2 separate regions of the Mus musculus genome follow, and region 2 is linked to region 1. Evidence: chromatin contacts called from public HiChIP or PLAC-seq data. All regions are on one chromosome and are shown on one strand. Each heading gives the region's core, a stretch centred on a gene start, on an enhancer-like site or on the middle of the called end of the contact. The rest is flanking DNA. Distances are from core to core; before and after follow the strand shown. Region 1 has its middle 8.5 kb from the start of Gm30458. Region 2 overlaps Mnd1 (meiotic nuclear divisions 1).

Region 1 (5,654 bases), core at 2,217-4,716:
CAAACAGATAGTGCATGCCAAGCTTCTGTGAACTAAGTTCACATAGGAATCTACATTCCTATCTCCAAAACAAAGTTCTTTTCAGAGAGCTAAGAATCAGCCGGTGAATGAGATGCCCAGGGCATCATTAAAAGTTGACTAGAGGGCTGGAGGGATGATGGCTCAGTGGTTAGGAGCACTGACTGCTCTTCCAGAGGTCCTGAGTTCAATTCCCAGCAACCATGTGGTGGCTCACAACCATCTGTAATGAGATCTGATGCCTTCTTCTAGTATGTCTGAAGAGAGCTACAATGTACTCATATAAATAAAACAAATATTTAATAAATAGATAAATAGATAGATAGATAGATAGATAGATAGATAGATAGATAGATAGATAGATAGATAAATGTTGCTTAGAAAGACAGAGTTGACAGTAATAATCAGAATGGAGACAGGTGATTGTAGACCCACTCAGCAAAATCCAGACCAAGCCAAAGCCCAGCTAAAACAGTTATGTTTCCTGTCGATGCTCGTAATTAACTTTTGCTTCACCTTCTTGGTCATAAAAATTGGAAAGCAAGCCCCAGACTCGAGCCTGGCTGGGGATTCAATGCCATATGAGGAGTCTTTTTCTTTTTTTTTTCCTTCCTTCCTTCCTTCCTTCCTTCCTTCCTTCCTTCCTTCCTCTCCCTCTCCTCCCTCTCCCTCTCCCTCTCCCTCTCACTCCCTCTCTCTCTTCCTCTCTCCCTCCCTCCCCCTCCCCCTCTCCCTCCCTCTCTCCCTCTTCCCCTCCCTCTCCCCCCTCTCCCCTTCCCCCCTCCCGCTCCCTCTCTCCCTCCTTCCTTCCTTGTTTGCTTACTTTCAGTTGGAGGATTATAATCTGTAAAGTTAAATGCTAATTTTTTTTCTAGAAAACAGTCTTTGTAACTCTTGACCTGGTCCTAGAGAAATACAGCAGCTTACATGTACAGACTTCTATAAAGAATTGTCAGTTATGTTGCTCAGGAGGGGGATTTTCCTTAGTCAGATGCCTCAAGGTCGTTTGTGATGTCACAGTGCCCCTTGTGTTCAGAAACTCGCCCTGACTGCATGGCCTGTGGTTGGATCCCCTTTCTCACTGTTCAGGTGTGGCCCTGCTCACTGCTGGAGGAAAGCAGAGATGCCTGGACTTGTTCTCAAGTCAGCTCTCAAGAGGGCACTTGATGCTCATCAGAGGCAGCTAAAGGGCTTATTTAAGGACAATGGGGAGGGGCTGAAGAAAGGACTCCATTGGCCTGAGCACTCTGTGCTCTTGTTGAGGCCCCATGTGTGGTTCCCAGCTCCTGAATGGCACCTGAAACCATCTGAAACTCCTGAGGACCCAGTGCTCTCTTGACCTTTCTGGGCACTGCATGCATGTGGCACACATGTGGGTATGCAGGACATCACCTATACACATAAAGTTTTTAAAAATGTATCTTAGAAACAAAGACAGGGAGAGGCCTCAGTCCACATAGTCTTCTTCATTGCGACAAATGCCATGACTGAAAAAGAAAATGTAAAGTCTCTCAAGGGAAGTCAAAGCAGGAACTGAGGCAGAACCCAGAGAAAAAGGGAGGCTCTTGCTCGTGCTCAGCCAGCTTTCTTATATAACCCATCAACACCTACCTAGGGATGGTATCGCCCATAGTGGCTTGGACCCTCCCACATCAATCATAAATCAAGACAGTGCCCCATCGACATGCCACAGGCCAGTCTGATGGAGGCAGTGCTTCCAGACACCTACCCAGGTGGGCCAGGTTGACAAGATCATTCTCATCAAAACACTGGTCCCTGACCAGAAGGGATGAGCCCCTTGCTGTTTGAAACCCGAGGCTAGATGAGGAAAGAGGGAAAGTGGGGATGCTAAGAGCTGAAGGTGAGCTGCTGTGCACTGCTGGTCAGAAGGCAAGGTACTTCCCCACGCCCCAGACAAACGCTACAAGGCATTGGCGCCGGGGCTGGGAACTGCAGAGTGTGTTGATGGCAAGGATTCGAATGACACAGAATTGGTCCCAAAGCATCTAAGAGCTGCTAGACCCCAGGGGACATCTCTGTAGCAGGTGACTCTGTGAGCAGACAGAGGATCATACACCACCACGTTCCTTGATATCATCGTGTGAGTCCCCAGAGCTGTACCATACCATGGGAAAAACAAAGGGGAGACCCTCAAAAATCTCTGAAATTCAAAAATAAAAAAAGCTGTGCTTAAGTCTCCCGATCTGGGACTTAAAATGGAAAATAAGTTGACGTAGAAAATTAGCTTATGTTCTTTGACAGAAGTGACTTTGTAGACTGATGATAAGGGGACTGTTTTGTGTGAAATATAGAAATAAAGTTCCAATCTCCATGACCAGGCCACTGTGCACACTGTGGGATGCAGATGGTGTGGTGAGGTTTTGCCATACCAGAGCTCCGGAATGAAAAGCTGAAGAAATGATTCTAAGTGCAAAGGGCAGAGTCACCTGAACAATCTCCCGAGGTGGCAGCTGAAGCTGGTAGAAGATAGGATTTGCTTTTTATTTTTATTTTGTTTTTGTTTTTTAAAGATTGCTTTGTTTCTGGTGCAAAACATGGCAGCCAGGGCCTGGTTCGTGGTAGGGAAGACCCCCACTGGTAGCCCACTGACCCGGTTTGTTGATGATGGTGGGCTCATTTTTAACACTATTTTATTTCTTTTTTATTATGTGTACATGGGTAGGAGGTACATGAACACAGGAGCCCCGAGATGATGTCCTGGGGCTGAAGTTAAAGCTGGTTGTGAGCCACCCAGCATAGGTGCTGGGAACCGAACTCTGATCTTCTTGTAAGAGCAGAGGCCCTCTGAAAGGAGGAACCACTTCCCTAGTGTGTTTGCTGCTTTGGTCTTTGGAGATGGGCTCTTGTTATGTATTCCCAGCTGGATACTTGCTCTGTAGCCCAGGCTGGCCTGGTACCTACAGCAATCCTGCCTCCTTCCAGCTCTGGGGTACAGAGATTACAAGTCTGCACCGCCATGAGATTATGAGTCACCTATATGGTTGCAGTTGTAAAGACCCTGCTGAAAGTGGGATCCACAAAGGCAGCTCACCCAATGCATGGGCTGTGGCTCGGAGCTTCGGTGGCAGCAAAAGTTGTCCCCATGGACTTTTCCTTGGGAAGCCACAGGTGGCAAGTGAGCAAGTGTCACCAGCCAGAGGGTGAACCTGTCCCCCTCGGTCCTTCAAGGTCTGCATCGTGCACCTGTCCCAGATCTAGTCACCCAGGGCCAAGAGGGCAAAACTCCATACTGGGAGGAGAGAGGAGAGTCGTAGGGTACAGAGACAGCCTGTGGGAGACGAGATTCACAGAGAGACCAGCATGAGAAGGAGATGGGGAAGAACCCAGACGTGTTGGGGGAAAACACAAGCAGGTGAAGGAGAGGAAGAGGAGAAAGCATTAGCAGCACTTGGGGATTTCTGGTGCCAGCGGAAGTAAAACCCACAGAAGCAGAATGAGGAACTCGGGCTTCAGAAGTGTCCTCTTCAATCGCCCTGCCCCTGCCCCTGCCCCTGCCCCGAGAAGCAGCCATACTCAGGGAAAGGGTAAAAGGAAACGTCCAGTTTGAACAGTCACTCTGTTTTTGAGGCAAGATGCAATGCTCTGCTTAATAGAACATTGTCTAGGTTGGATTGGGAAGAGAAATGTTCTAGTCAGGAGTGCGGTGCTTTGGCGTTCACAGGGGGCCTGAGCCTTCCACTCAACTTGAGCTCATACTTGAAACAGAGTGGGCGGGGTTAAAAACCTTTTGTGTCATGTTCATGGGGAAAGGGAGCAAAGCAATATTAGAACTGAGTCTTCTAAGAAGTTAGTTTATCAAGAACTTAATTCATGTTCAAGGTGAGTCATAAAAATAAAGGGCACATCTCTACCTGCCACTGGCAGCTTGCAGACTGATGGCAGAACATGAGAAAGTCACTGTCAAGTTGCCAGCTGCTATTTAAAAGATAGTTACTAAGAGCTAACGTAATGTTGTGAGCTGTGCCCCGTTTGCAAAACCAGGCATAGATCACCACCATGTTAAAATAGGTACATTGAACCAGCTTGAGAACTGTCATCAGCCAAGACTTGATGCTTTTTTAAATGTCTTAAATTATGGTGATACATGCATAATGTAAAATGTGTCACCTTGACTCTCCTATAGGGTACAGCTCAGTGGCATCAGGTATATTCACTGGCACCATCCAATCTTCAGGAACATTCTCATCTTCTCCAGATGAAACTCGGGTGCTCATTAAAAATAGCTCGCAGGGCCTGGCATGGCGGCTTAGCAGTTAATAGCACTTGCTGCTCTTCCAGAGGACAGTGATTCAAGTTCCTGCCACCCATATGGTAGTTCACCACTACCTTAACATTCTTAACTCCAGTTCCATTAGCTCCAGTGCCCTCTTCTGACATCTCTGGGCACCAGACACACATGTAGTACTAATACATACAGTAAGCAAAACCCTCACGCACATAAAATAATAAAACAAAATATAAACATTCAATTAAGAAAAGCTAGTCCTTAGCTTTCTGCAGCTGCTGGCAATGACCTTTCTACTTTATTTTTGAATTAACTAAGTTCCTTCCATATTAAATGGCGTCATGCAATGTTTGTTCTTTGGAACTGGTTAATTTAGCATACAGATCATCTATGCTGTAAGAACATGTCAACGTTTCCATTTTAAGGCAGAACAAGACTGTACTTTTTGAGGGAAATGTGGGGTATACAAATCTCTCTTTTGAAAATTATCCATCTCACACTTGCCCCTCCCTAGACTTTGTGGCATGGCGGGTGGAGAGACTGAAGAAGCTGAGGCGGTGTTTTGCAGACACAACAGGGCAGTGCACGTACCTTCTCACAGTGTTGTGGCAGCATGCACCAGACTGCCCAAACTCAAGCCAGACAAGATTCCAATACAGAGAGGTGAGGTGGGCACAGGTCCCATTCCCACTTGAGGAGCTATTGGCAATTGGAGGCTGCTGGAAGGGAGGGAGGGGGTAGGGAGGGAGGGAAGGGTGAAGGCCTTGGTAGGTTATGCTCCAGTGGATGAGTGCACCCCTGGAGTATGTGGGTTGCATACATTGGAGTTGATGAGGTTTTTTTTGTTTTTTGTTTTTAAAGGAGGATACAAGGAGGTTGGGTAGGTAGGGCTGGGTGGGGGAGAATCTGAGAGGAGTTGGAAGAATGAATAGGATTCAAATATATTGTATGAAATTGTCAAAGAATTAATTAAAAGTTTATGTCTCTGTGTGCTGGTTCGTACCTTATCAAAGCTCTCAGGTGATTTCTGTGAGTTCAAGGTCAACCCGATCAATAGTGTGAGACTCTATCTTAAAAAAAAAAAGTATTTTTAAAACTCAAAACCTATGTATTTGTGTTGTGTTTTAAGTTGTTGGATCAGTGAACAGGTATATTTGAATTCATGAACTTGCAGAGGAGGTTGGAGGCAGCCTCCAGGTTATGGTCACACCGGGCCCTCTTTACGCTCTCCCTTGGGCCGTTTTCCTGGTTTTCATTTTTGTTTTATTGTTGTTTGAGATGAAACTTCAAGGTATTGCCCAAGCTAGTTCTGGGCTCCCTGAGCTCAGCCATCTCTCTGCCTGGGTCAGTCTCCTGAGTGCCTGGGACTGTCCCGGCTAGGGAGGAGTTC
Region 2 (5,654 bases), core at 1,107-3,606, 54 kb before region 1:
TCTTTTGTTGGTAGCATGTACCACAGTGACTGAGCTGCAGAGAGATCTGCGAAGTGCTGAACAAACACATTAATCACTGCGCCCCTGCCTGACTTCAGCAGAGCCTGGGCTCAGTCCTAAGTGCTGAGCACTTGGCCTAAGAGTCTTGCCCTGCCCTACAGTCCCTTTCCTTCTGCCTGATAACATATGGCAGTGAAAATGATTTCCACCAAACAGTCAGGATTATTGGAACACTGGTGTAATATTGACTTTAAAAAAAAAAAAAAAAAAAAACTTAGCTTTGGGAATGAATGTTATGTGGGAACAATTAAGTGTGTATTTTTAACTTCATCATTTCATTTTTCTACCATTTTGCCTGAATTATACTTGACAGGATTCTGAGTAACAGATGCAATGTGTTACTGAAAAGGAGGTTCTGTAATCAAAAGAATTTGGAACCCTGGGTTCACACAAGTAGCTAGTTTGAATTCTTGGAGCCTTTAAATATGCAAGTCTTCCTTATCCAGTTTCCTTGAGCTATTAGTGTTCCATGAAACACACTTTAGTAAATTCTGTCCAAGTTTATGGTGTCACTTCAGCAAATTAAGACTGTATGCACTGCCACAGAGTGCCCTCTCAAGTTTGAATTCATTCTGGTTGCCTGAGATAATCTCAGCTTGCAAATTGCATTGCAGCTTGTGTAGACCTCTGCTGGTGTCAACAGGTTCTTTTTTCCTGGTTAAATACACCTGCATGGAGTCTCTGAAGAGCCCAGCTGACATTCCTTAGCCTTAAGAACCCTCTCACCAGGCACTTAGAAACAGACAACTTGGTTAGTATATTTGTAGTGTCTGTCTTACAGGTTATGCATCTATTTTTTTCTACCCAGTTAGCTTACTTCAGATCTGTCTCTGAGAGACATTGGCAAGCAAGAATTTTCCAAGCTACAGAAGTTCACATTGCCCTGATATTTTAAAAATAGTCACATTGGCATTTTTCCAAAATAAATTTGTATATAACTCACTTAAAACCAAATACTATTAACATTCTTAAAGCATATAGCATTTTTACTTTTAATTCTTTGTATATGGGTGTGATTGGGTCAGGTCTCCTGGAGCTGGAGTTATAGGCAGCTTGGGTCTTGAGGAAGAGCAGTACAGCATCTTAATGTCTGAGATGTCTCCCTCTCCTCTCTTGCTCTATTGCTGACATTCTTATGTATGAGTAAACAAATGGGAGAAAAGGAATTCAAATTGGCTTCCATAATAGGGATTCATTATCAGAGGTAAGAATCTAGAGGTAGCCTTCTCAAGGGTGGCTAATTGCACTACACTTTATCTAGACTGCCTTTGACATTTGACTTTCCCTGTTTGGTTCTAAGTACTTACTGAGACTCCTAAGTCCTCTCTCAACAGTGCCCAGAAAATAGACTTCCCATCCCCTCCCACCCCACCCCTCTCTTTGTCTCTGTCTCTCCCTCTCTTCCTCTTCCTCCCTGTTCATCCCCACTCCACCCCCCCCCCCCCGAATCTTTTATATAAGAGGAAAATGTCAGCATGCCCCTTTGCCCAGGCAGGCGTCTGTTTCGGTCTCATTGGCAGAGTCTGAGTTGACAGGCTTATACTGAAAGATTGTTCTGGGAGCATCCTGTTCTTTCAGAGCACATTACCACTCTAGACTGAACAGAAATTGGAGCTCTGTTAATAGTGAAAGGCTTTGTAGGAGCAACTAAGAGATTCTGCCAAATAACATCCATATGTATTTAAAGCCTTTTAAGCCGGGCATCCTAGCTGCTCGGAAGGCTGAGGTAGGAGGGTATTTAGAGGCCACCCTGGACAATGCAGCAAGCCTCTGTCCCTCCACCTCAAATGAAGATGTGCTTTTAAGTTGAATATTATTTCTATCTCTTGTTGTGTCAGATACCAAAGAGTTAAATACTGTTTGCAGAGATAGGGTGACTGGAATATTAGAGATGGGAGAAGGAAATATGCATGTATTTTATTGATAAACAATTTGAAATAATTGAAAAACAGTCAATGGTTAAAGCTGTTGAAATGCATGCATTTGATGCTAGTTTTAAGTTGTCAGAGATTTAGAAAAAAAAGTTTACCATTTGCTTTGCTCTTGTGTGCTTTGCTCTTCAGGCTAGGCTTCCAGACTTCCCTAGAAATTACTCTTCTTTGCCGTCGGAGCTTCATGGTGTGGTTGAAAAGGGTGACCCTGTACTAGTTATCGAATTCCATAGTCCCTGCTCCAAACACTATTCTGTGTTTCCCAGGAGATACAGGCTTGTGAGCATCATTCTAGACAAATATAAATCAACCAGTCTGGAAAAGACCCAGTCCACAATAGCCAGACCTTAATGCCCTGCCACCAGGTGGTGGCAGAGTGTCAAAAACCATGCATGCCATTAAAAACCCTCATTTCAGTTTGTTTGCAATATTTGCCCCAAAAGGCCATCAGTATTTTATAAATTTTAGTATTTACATTCTAGTAGCAACTCCAGCTGCTCTGTATTTTATAGCCATTTCATAAAAATTAACCCTGTCAGCTGCATTTGTGTTTAAAGTGAGCTTTTGACTCAGGGCATGCATGGTTCAGACTTAATGATTTCACTTGATCACATTCAGATACAGAGTCTATCAGTTCCCTAGTATTTATATTGATTTATAACCATGACTTGCCTACATTATAATTTTTTTCTAACCAACTTAATTTTAGACTAGATATAAAACAGTCTCAACTTTGAAATTTGCTGATTTTCATATTTTCAAGGCTATACATTTACATGTTGACTAACCTTTAACACTTCAAGATACTTCAGTGGTAGTCTCACTGGCATCATTGCCTGTCATCTAGTAGCACCCAAACCAAATTTAAATCTTAACAAACAAATGAAGAAAAGTACAACACACTTCCTAGGACAATGGGGCAGCATACACTTTGAGGATGCCCATTGTAAAAACGTCAGTTTGTGTCTGTCTAGCTAATTGATGATGACCAATAGCCGCTTGATTTTTATCAATAATTTTTAGTTCATGTAATAAGGAAACCAATAAAGGACTAAAAATATAGTTGAGTGGAGATACCAGCAATTGACAGTGGCCTGTCGCTGCTTGCAGTATCATCACTAAGCTTTTCTTTCTTAGTAAGTAAGATTTGTGCCTGTCAGAAAACTGAACAAATACAATGTTGCTGTAGTTGAACATTGGTGTTGCTAGGAATAGACAAGAGAGTAAGGCTGTGTGGAGAAGCCTAAATGGAACGCATGTGAGGGTTGGATGTGAACACTGTCTCCACAGAATTATCAGCAGATCTCTGTACACACCTGCGATGTGCATGACCACTCACAGACAGCATGAGCAATACATAATACATAAGTATTTAACAATGAAAAACACGTATGGGTTGAGGGTATAGCTAGCTTTAGATTGCATATTTAGCATACTTAAGGGTCTAGGTTCAATTCTCAGCACTACAAGGAAAAAACTTGATTCATAAAAATGTGAAGATTTATTAAATATCAATAACTGAAATCAGTCCAAGGGGTTGGGTGGCTCAGGGTATAAGGCACTTGCCATCTATTCATAAGGACCTGAGTTCAAATCTCCAGAACACATGAAAAACTGGATGAGATAGCACATAACTGTGATCCCCAAATACCCACAGCACTGATAGGCAGAGGCTGTCCCTGGAAGCTCCTGGACATCTGCCCAGCAGATGCAGAAGTAAACAAAGAGGCCCTGTCTCCAGGTGGAAGGTGGTAAGTGCTACAGCATAGATGATCCTTGAGACATTCTAAGTAAAATAAGCCACTCCCAGACTCTCTAACATACCCAGGGTCATAGGATCAGAGATGCCCTGAGCAGAACTTGGGCGCTAACTCACACAGTCAGTCCCAGAACACCCAGAAGAAGCTCCACTCCCAGGGGCTCTAACACACCCAGGACCACAGGATCACAGGTTCCTAGGATCCCAGGAGCTTGGTCACACCAGGGCCTAACAGAAACAGAAACTAAACAGAGACACCGTGAAACTAACAGAAGTTTTGAACAAATGGATCTAACAGATGTTTATAGAACATTTCCTCCTAAAGCAAAAGAATATACCTTCTTCTCAGAACCTCATGGTACGTTCTCCAAAATTGACCATATAATTGGTCATAAAACAGGCCTCAACAGATACAAGAAGATTGAAATAATCCCATGCACCCTGTCAGATCACCATGGGCTAAGGCTGGTCTTAAATACCAACAAAAACAACGGAAAGCACACATACACATGGAAGCTGAAAATCCCTCTGCTCAATAATAACTTGGTCAAGGAAGAAGTAAAGAAAGAAATTAAAGGCTTTTTAGAATTTAATGAAAATGAAGACACATCATACCCAAACTTATAGGACACAAAGCAGTGGTAAGAGGAAAACTCATCGCTCTAAGTGCCTCCAAAAAGAAACTGAAGAGAGCTTACACTAACAACTTGACAGCACACCTGAAAGCTCTAGAACAAAAAGAAGCAAATTCACCCTAGAGGAGTAGAAGGCAGAAAATAATCATACTCAGAGCTGAAATCAACCAAGTGGAAACAAAAAGAACTATACAAAGAATCAACCAAACCAGGAGCTGGTTCTTTGAGAAAATCAGTAAGATAGATAAACCCTTAGCCAGACTAACAAGAAGGCACAGAGGCAGTATCCAAATTAACGAAATCAGAAAAGAAAAGGGACACATAACAATGATATATATCTTAAAATAAGTAATCTATTTGTTAGATATTTATAGCTGAAAATATTAAAATCATGTTCTGCAAACATCATGGAAATATTATTGGTAATTTTTTCTCACTGTGCTTGAAATTTTCTTAATGTTTAACTTCAAAGAGTTTTTGCTATTTTGAAATTTTCTTAATGTTTAACTTCAAAGAGTTTTTGCTATTTTGAAATTTTTAAAATATACTTACTGATAAAATAATTTCTCTCTTAGAAACACTGGTAATCTTTTTAAAGTAAATTTATTGTTAGACAATGTACACAGATATATAATGCATTTTAAATACTCTTACTATGTCAGGTGGTATCATATAAGGGCTTTTGAATATATTTCTTTTTTTTAATTTTTTTAAAATTTTTTTATTTTTTTGAGACAGGGTTTCTCTATGTAGCCCTGGCTGTCCTGGAACTCACTCTGTAGACCAGGCTGGCCTCGAACTCAGAAATCCACCTGTCTCTGCCTCCCAAGTGCTGGGATTAAAGATGTGTACCACCACTGCCCGGCTTGAATATATTTCTTAATGATTCATTTTTAATATTTTATGTTCTTTTACTATGTTTAATTCCCAAAGAATATTTTGTATGTTTTGAAACAACTTAGTATTCAACATTAGATATAGGAGCCTCAGTTATGGATAATATTAAATATTCACTAATGATATTTTTAGGGTGTGAAAGGATATGAATATAAAGGTTGAACAAATTTTTATGTATTATTTGATTCTCAAAATACTCAATATGATTAATATGTTTGATGTATAACATGCACTTAAATAATAAAAAAATTAAGAAAAAAGAATATTATTCACTGATGAAAAGAAATTAGTTGTCATAAACCATAGGACAGTTTGGAATTCAGAGGGATTTCAGTGCATATTGCTAAGTAAAAGAAGCCAGGCTAGGGGGAA

What was found. HiChIP or PLAC-seq counts read pairs in DNA pulled down with a chosen protein or histone mark.
Region 2: a contact with region 1 is called in a CTCF HiChIP or PLAC-seq map of pro-B cells, with 10 times the contacts expected there. The contact joins two enhancer-like sites. A contact is called at or near these places in 2 of 15 datasets of contacts at CTCF or cohesin (CD8 T cells and pro-B cells), 21 of 484 Hi-C or Micro-C datasets (B cells, the C10 cell line, CD4 T cells and 17 more), 3 of 115 datasets of contacts at active chromatin or transcription factors (CD8 T cells, bone marrow-derived macrophages and embryonic stem cells) and 1 of 9 other capture datasets (embryonic stem cells).

What each region holds. Positions count from the first base shown.
Region 1 is chr3:84,067,318-84,072,971 of GRCm38.p6, reverse strand. No RefSeq gene overlaps it. Among named protein-coding and RNA genes, the nearest start is that of Gm30458, 8.5 kb to the right of the region's middle. Within about 2 kb of position 3,466, at least 78 of the 459 cell types and tissues checked have an H3K27ac peak or open chromatin away from gene starts, as enhancers often do. A contact at or near this core is called in pro-B cells, where this site is marked.
Region 2 is chr3:84,120,358-84,126,011 of GRCm38.p6, reverse strand. The region is part of intron 4 of Mnd1 (meiotic nuclear divisions 1); the gene reads left to right. Among named protein-coding and RNA genes, the nearest start is that of Mnd1, 33 kb to the left of the region's middle. Within about 2 kb of position 2,356, at least 9 of the 459 cell types and tissues checked have an H3K27ac peak or open chromatin away from gene starts, as enhancers often do. A contact at or near this core is called in pro-B cells, where this site is marked.